Linked DNA regions of Mus musculus: region 2 is linked to region 1. Evidence: chromatin contacts called from public ChIA-PET data. All regions are on one chromosome and are shown on one strand. The core of a region is the stretch at or near the end of the contact, and the rest is flanking DNA. Distances in the headings are between cores, read along the strand shown.

What was found. ChIA-PET counts read pairs in DNA pulled down with a chosen protein or histone mark.
Region 2: an RNA polymerase II ChIA-PET map of effector CD8 T cells shows a contact between it and region 1, with 42 read pairs. The contact joins the promoter of Cbll1 here to the enhancer-like site in region 1. A contact is called at or near these places in 4 of 39 promoter capture datasets (the 3T3-L1 cell line, 3T3-L1-derived adipocytes, second pharyngeal arch cranial neural crest and 1 more), 8 of 484 Hi-C or Micro-C datasets (the C10 cell line, the C2C12 cell line, colorectal tumor organoids and 5 more), 10 of 115 datasets of contacts at active chromatin or transcription factors (a beta-TC-6 cell line, bone marrow-derived dendritic cells, bone marrow-derived macrophages and 7 more) and 3 of 9 other capture datasets (adipose tissue, liver and pancreatic islet).

What each region holds. Positions count from the first base shown.
Region 1 is chr12:31,390,500-31,394,416 of GRCm38.p6, reverse strand. No RefSeq gene overlaps it. Among named protein-coding and RNA genes, the nearest start is that of Dld, 41 kb to the right of the region's middle. Within about 2 kb of position 1,951, at least 15 of the 459 cell types and tissues checked have an H3K27ac peak or open chromatin away from gene starts, as enhancers often do. A contact at or near this core is called in effector CD8 T cells and memory CD8 T cells, where this site is marked.
Region 2 is chr12:31,497,517-31,501,433 of GRCm38.p6, reverse strand. It overlaps Cbll1 (Casitas B-lineage lymphoma-like 1), which reads left to right and starts at 1,818. Exons shown (of 6, transcript NM_001253847.1): 1 at 1,818-1,911. The coding sequence starts at 1,899. Gm40362 (a long non-coding RNA gene) reads right to left here and starts at 1,814. Exons shown (of 2, transcript XR_872643.3): 1 at 1,588-1,814.

The sequences.
Region 1 (3,917 bases), core at 702-3,201:
CAATTTCTAGTTGTTCTTCAAAGCTCCTCTTCTTATCTGCAGAAGCCGCACCTTCCCCTGCCCACCCCTAGCTAGTGCCACTGTCCTGGATTCCCTCAGAAGTCTCATCTGGCCTGGCCCAGCACTGACTACATTGTTGTGAATCACGGTTCACTCACTCATTCCCTTTCTAGACTCTGAGACTGTTGAGGACAGAGAAGAAGACACGAGTAGCAACAGCACCAACACTAGACGTAATAGTGATAATAAAACCAGCATTTGTTAGCAGTGACTGTGTGCCGGGAGTTGCCTTATGTTATTTCAATGGCACAAAGATAATAAACAAATGAAAACATTAATAAACATATGTATGTGTACAGAGAGCTCATGAAAGTCAACAACTCTTCTTCAGGTCTGACACTCTGTTGATGGTCCCCAGAATAATTTTGACTGGGGTGGCATGAGCAAAACCAGGTACTATCTCACTTTATCAATTAATTCTTCCTACAGTTCAGTTGTAGAACCCTTGCTTGTCAGGCACAAGGCCCCAGGTTCCAGGCTTGGCAACACACACACACCCCACATACATACACACATGTATACACATGCATACACACATAAATACACACATATATACACATGCGCACACACACACACACACATATATATATATATACATACATACACACATATATATACATGCATACACACATGCATACACACATATATACACATGCGCACACACACACACACACATATATACATACATACACACATATATACACATGCATACACACATAAATACACACATATATACACATGAGCATACACACACACACACACACATATATATATATATATATATATACATACACACATATATACACACATACACACATATACAACCTCTACACACAGACATAAACACATACACATAACACCTCCCCCCCCACACACACACACTATTCTCCTCCTTTCCCTCATCTTCTCCATTTTCCCTTTGCCTTCTCTTTTCCTCTTCCCTGTCTTTCTTTCCTTTTCCTCCCTTCCTCCTCTCCTGCCCCATGTTCCACTATTGTGCCAAATACATTCTTTCAGACGAATAGCTTCAGATCAGTAGATGATAGGAACTTCACGTTGCCTTTCAAAAGAGCTCATTAAGGTGTGAAGCCTTTCCAGAAGGAACCAAGGCTGGACCGTGAATGAGCTCTCAGTAGCCTACACTTATTTTATGGCTGGGGCACGAGGGTTGGGGCATAGAGAGACCATCCTCGTCTAGACAGCTCGGGAAGCGGCCTGGTTTTCTCTCCATCCTTTTTCTAGCTGTTCGTTTGCTTTCTTCTCTGAGAAGTATTTTCTGGTCTCCTAGCCTACAGAGGTACCTTTGGAGCATGACCGGTCACATCCCTGGAGTAAATTCATGGAGAGAAGAGCTCCTGGGCATTGCTCTGCTCTCCATCTCTCCTCTCTTGCTACGGGCTGAGCAAATACAAACATGACACACAACAAACCCTACTCCTGCTCAGAGTCAACCCCTTTCCAACAGTGTGTATGATATTCCTGCAGAGGTGAAGGTAAAATGGATCAGAGAGAGCGCTCGCTATCTTAAAAACAAAGTAAGAATGGCCAAATGGGTAGCTCAGTTGGTAGATACCCACAAAGTCCAAGGCGCAGCTCCTGGCACTGTGTAAATTGTCATGGTGGTGCACACTTGTAATCTCACTACTCAGGAAGTCTCAGAAAGTCAAGGTTATCCTTGGCTATATTAGGAGTCCCAGGCTCATTGGGGCTGGAGGTGCCGCCTCAAAACAAATCAAAACAAAACCAAGCAAAGCTACAGCAAATAAAAGCAGAGCTCCGGATGTAACCCAGGGATAGTACACCTGCTGGGCACTCACAAGGCTCTGACTTGATCTTCAGTACTAGGAAACAAGAAAACCAAAATGTAAACAGGAAGTGGGGTAGGGTAGAGGTGGGATAGCGGAGGGCAAGGAAAGCGCTATCAGCTGTTCTTCCGGTCTGACCTGTTGGTGGTCTAGGAGGAGGAGTGGTGTGTGTGGTTGAAGTACTGGTTAGCTGTTTTGAAACAAACAAGGTTCTGAACAGCTAGAAGATCGGAACACTTCATTAAGATGCACTCCTTCATGTCTTTAGAACAGACCTGTGTTTACAAGGGAGGCTGGACTGGCTGGAAAAGCAGCTGTCAGATGATCAAAATGATAATCTCAGAGCTCGGCGCCAGGTATCTTTCACATGAGACTTAATGTCCCATCAGAAGGGAGCACGTCTGGGCGGAAAAGCTGAAGGCCAGAGGGAAGCAGGGATTGGCTGTAGTTTGCTCTGGTTAGACACTCAGCACAGTTTGTGAATTGATTGTATAATGCTTCCCAGCGATAGACCATAAAGTTCAGAAGAGTGGTACGGCATGACTTTGACCATGGAGACGAGCCCTTTTCTGTCCTTTTTATTAACCGACATTCAAGCTCTTTACTTTTCGGTGTCACTTGAGAGCATCTAGATGTGTGTGCTCGAGCGTGAGCATTCATGCGTGAGCGTGTGTGTGCGTGTGTGTTCATTGCTTTCGGTTCTGCCCCAAAAAGTAGAGGCAAGGGGAACCACAAGCTTATGTTGGCTAATGGTACAGGATGTGCCCTATGGCTAAGCAGTTCCCCTGGGGTTCCGTCCCCAGCTCACCTGCACTGTACAGATTAGGCACTGACCTAGTTTGTGTTTTTAATATAGTTTTGAATTTTGGTGTGTTTTCTTGGACTCACACTAATAAAATTGGTAAAATGAAATCTTTGTATAAATTAATGCTAGCGTTTGTTTATTTGGGCATGTTTTTTTTTTTTCTTTTGTTCTTACGGTATCATGAAAGTATTACATTTGAGCATTGCTTACTATCTGAGCTGCTACCATCCTGGTCAAGTCACCATAGCTGTATAGTGGCTGCCGAGGAAGGGTCCAGACACATCTTCCTGTCTCCATTGATTTTGTGCCTCATTATGTAGCCCAGGCTAGCCTGGAATTCTCCATTCTCTAGAGTGCTGAGATTACAGGCATGAATCGTCAGGTCATTCTTTCCTACCTTGAACTGCTCTTGTCGTCTCCTCCTCCTCCTCCTCCTCCTCCTCCTCCTCCTCCTCCCCCCCCTCCTCCTCTTCCTTTAGATAGGGTCTCGTGTGTTCCAGACCGGTCTCGGTATATAGCTGAGGATGACCTTGAACTTCTGACCTTCCTGACTCCACCTCCCGAATCCTAGGATTACAGACATGGCCACAATGCTGGATTTATGTTGTGCTAGAGTTTTGAGTCCAGGTCTTTAAGCATGCCAGGCACTAAGTAAACTACATACCCAGGTCCCACTGTCTGTGTCTTAAGCCACCTCCCTGTGTCTCGAACATTCATTCCATCCACCAGATAGCAGAGAACGTTTTATAAATCTTTCTGATTTAAAACCCTCAAAGTTTCCCCTTTATAAACAGCTCAGAACTCATTCTCCGGCTCTGGCCCATCAGACCTACCTTACTGGGCTCCTTGTCTGGACCTTCTGGGTGACTTGCTTCTGGTAGAAGGCACTCCAGTTCCTTTAGTCTTCTCTCTGTTTCTTGCACACACTAATCTTGGCTCCTGTTGGCCTTGGCACTCACTGTTCCTTCTTCTGTTGTCTTTTTGCCCAGATCTTGGCATGCTTGGTTTTACCCATCATCTGGTTTTAAGCCTCATCTCTTCTTGGGAGAGCCCTTTAACAAGCCGTTCTAGGTAAGCCAGTTCCCTCAGCCCCCCCCCCCCACTCTATCCCATCTATCAGAGCTGTTCCACGCTTATCAGTTCTTGAAATTAAATTGAAAAACATCTATTTATGTGCTTATCACCCCATCTGCTCCTCCCCAACCCCCTCATCCCTACACTGTGATATTACTCATTAAAGGCTGGAC
Region 2 (3,917 bases), core at 569-3,068, 110 kb before region 1:
GACCAAACATGGCCAGAGGTTTGGACCCAGCCACGAGAGGAAATAGGGACAAGAGAGGAAAATGAGAATGAGAGAGGGGAGGGGAAGAAGGGAAGGAGGGAGGGAAAGAGACGAGGGAAAGACAAATGCCAGGGTTATACAGAAAAGCAAAGCCTGGGGGGGGGGGGGAGGGAAGCCCATGAGCTGAAGTGTAGGGTCCACGGGGCTGAGAGGAGCCACTGGTACTTATGATATTGTGATACTGAGGAAGCCTCCTGGAGGCCAGCAAGTACGCACCACACTTAGCCATTTGTCCCAGTTCCTTCTGTAGCAGACAGTGGTTAAATAGCCCAGCGCATCAGCCCTAGATTGAGAGACATACCAGTACCCAACCCCACCCGACTAATTCCAGCAACTGAAAAATTATGAAAAACACCCCGTAGTACAGAAACTTACATTTTTAACAACAACAAAACCAAAAGGATATCGACTTAGAAATGTCCTTATTTGAGTGTACCTACAACCTTGTTTGTAAAGCCGCAATGAGTGGGAGTCTTGGAAAAGACCACAATTAAGACAATCACTAAATAACATGGTATACTTACACTAGGATCACTGCAGTGTTAGTCACCGTTGTTACTGTGCAACGCACACAACACATTGCTACACATACTTGATTCAGAATTGAGTACTGTGAAAATATTTTTAAGAAAGGCCAACATAATAATGTTTTATTGATCTAGGAACTCTGGCACTGAAAGCGTGAACAACCCAAGGTAACGATGTCGTCACCAAGGGACAAGCATAGAGCCCAAATCCCTTGACTCCTAGGCTGATGTTTTCCACTAATTGTGTTCCTTTCTACTCATACGAGAGCTTCAAGTGTGAAGGGCTGGGGAAGGCAGAAGACCTATTATGAGCCAAATCGAGGTGGGGGGTGCTCTGAAGGTCTTCAGCAGTCGCCGTTGACACTCTTCTTTGTTTTGGCTGAGCAAGATGAAAGCGGCAACCACAGACCCCAGGGACCAAGAACTGGAACTAGGTACCGCCTGTTGTGGTAACTCTCTTTTCTTCAGTCGGGGCCTGCCCTTTCTCATCTCTTCCTTCTAGTCAAGCTCTAACGCTCTCCCTCCGACTCCATCGGTCCCTATCTTCCCTCCTTCACCCCCTTTGCACACAACTGCTTTGTATTTTCGTTGAACGGGGACCTCCTGGTGCTCCCTCCAGCTTTAGCAGGGATTCCAGGAGCCTGGTGGTGTTCTCTAGAGCCATGGGCTAGTTAGCATTGTAACACGCGATTCAGTTGAGAAACTACGGTGGGAGCCAGGGCAAACGCGCGTGTCGAGTGGGCGTTGGGGTTCCTCAGGACAAAGCACAATTAGACAATGAGGACCTTGCCTCCCTCCCGGACGCCTAACACAGCTTCCCTCGGGCACCCACGGAGCGTGCGTGTTTACACTTCTCTACACCCGGCGGCGGATCCGGGGGGCATTCCAAACCGTTACTCCGCCCGCTGGGGTGGGACCAGCCCAACGGCTGAGACTGCGCTCTGGGCGGACTACAAATCCCAGAAGGCCTCGCGCCGCAGGGGGGCGGGCGGCGGCTTACCTGCCTGCCGCGCTTCCCTTTGGTTCCTATTGCTTTCTCACTGCGAGAAGTATCATTCCTACAGCTGAGGGCTGCCTCTGGGGAGAACTAGCAGCCTCGACACCAAAACCCTCGTGTTCCCCCTCTTCCCGCCTCAGTCCTGGCTATGTCTGACTCCTTCGCCGGAGTCGGGTGCTACGGCTAGGGAGGGAAGCCCGTGAGAGCAGTTCGGGCGCACTTCCGCCTCTGCGCTCCGGAAGGTAGGGCGCAGGCGCTTACTGCGACTCCGGAGCGACTGACTTCCGTTCCCACTGTGCCCCGCGAGCCGAATCATGGATCACACTGGTAAGGAGGCGGAGGCAGCGGGGGTCCTAGTTTCTTGCCCCCGTGGCTCGTGTGGGACTGGTCGCCCAGCAGGCACAAGGGGCTATGCTCGCCCCACTGCGCCGGGACGTGGCGGAGAGGAAGCAAGCTCAGACCCGGTCCCGGGCTGAGTCTGCTGCTTCCCGGCCTACCCTCCGGAGCGGTGCCTCCATCCTGGAGACCGGCAGCACGGCTCCTTTGGTGCCGCTGAGCTCGTTTCGGGACCCTCCTCCGCGCAGACTTGTTGGAAAGGGAGGGTCCCAGTTTTGTTTTTGTTTTTGTTCTCATTCCGGTTGCTTTGCACTTTTGCTGGGGAAATAGGCGGGCGTTTTCCACTCTCGGAATTGGAGAAGCGTCCGGACTCTGGGCGAGAGTGGGTTGGAGACTTCCTGCTGCCTCTCGGCTTCGGGCGGCTGCTGCAGTGGTCACCGCCTGTGGTTATTGTCTTGTTGGCTTTTCGCGGACTAGTGGTTAGAGAAGAGAGTCGGATATAGTTTTCGAAGTTATAAGCGGAGCATCTTTTCTACCGGAACTCAAAGCATGCCCGGTCCTTCGGCCGTGGTCCTTTCGCATCTTTTGGGGACATCGCATATTACGAGTAGCTTCAAACCTCATTTCTGCTGGCTTCGTTTTCTTGGTTTTAGTTTTAGCACTTGGCTTTGAGTGCTTCAGACAGTTTTATCGCCAAGCAGGAGGAAAGGCTTTTTCTTTAGGAATTGACTGAGTGCGCCCAGTCTTCAAACACTAAGTTATATAATTGCATGCAGATACTTGTAGGCTTGGAGATAGAATGGTGGAATGGTAAACAATAAGACTACGTTCTTGTCTTCGAGTTTTCATTCTGTCAAAGGAGACAAGCAGATTGGTTTCTTCTTTAACAGCTGTTTACAATTTGTGGTGAGAACTTTTAGAAACAGGTGCTTGCCGGGCAGTGGTGGCGCACGCCTTTGATCTCAGCACTTGGGAGGCAGAGGCAGGCGAATTTCTAAGTTTGAGGCAAGCCTGGTCTACAGAGTGAGTTCCAGGACAGCCAGGACTACACAGAGAAACCCTGTCTCGAAAAACCAAAAAAAAAAAAAAAAGAAAAGAAAAGAAAAGAGAGAGAAATGAATGCCCATGGAGTAGGAAGTTTCAGAGTGCCAGGGAAAGGTGTTTTTGGAATGGTAGGAAGGTATAGAGAGGACCAAATGTCGGTAGACTAGTTAGCTTTAAGTTGAGAAGGAGAACACAAATTACCTTTTTCAGGACTTTGAAAATCATGATAAAGGGTTTAAGTGGCTATGAAGCAACAATTTTGACTCTTCTATGGAGAATGGTGTAGGAGAGGAACAACAGAAGTAAGTATAAATCATCTATGGGTGGTTGCAGTGCCACAGAGGGAGGCTCAGTTTAGTTGAATCGAAGCTCAGTGGTAGAGCAACTTAACCAGCTAGCACGGGTCCCCAGCAACGCCGTAGGGAGAATGGGAGCAGGACAGAGAGAGTAGGCAGGGGGAGTGGGAGCAGGACATAGAGTAGGCAGTTGCCACAAATATTTTGGTGGAGAATCCAGCAGCTGCTAATAGGTTGGTTTGTGGAAGTATGTGAGAGAAATGAAAAAAACCTGAGTTTCCCAGTAGAGTGTCTTGATACTGCATGGGTAAAAGTATTACCCTAGTTTCTAAGTTATTAGCCAAAGATTGCCTGGGGAAATAAAAATTATTCTAACATGAAAATAATCACTACTGACCTAGCTAAGGTTAAAAAATGAGTTTCAGGGCCCGGTGGTGGTGGCGCACGCCTTTAATCCCAGCACTTGGGAGGCAGAGGCAGGCAAATTTCTGAGTTCAAGGCCAGCCTGGTCTACAAAGTGAGTTCCAGGACAGCCAGGGCTATACAGAGAAACCCTGTCTCGAAAAACAAAAAACAACAAAAAAGTGTTTCCAGACAGCTCTCCTTTCTGTTTAATGTTAGCTTTTCTAGATTTTAAATCAGTTATGACAAAGTCTC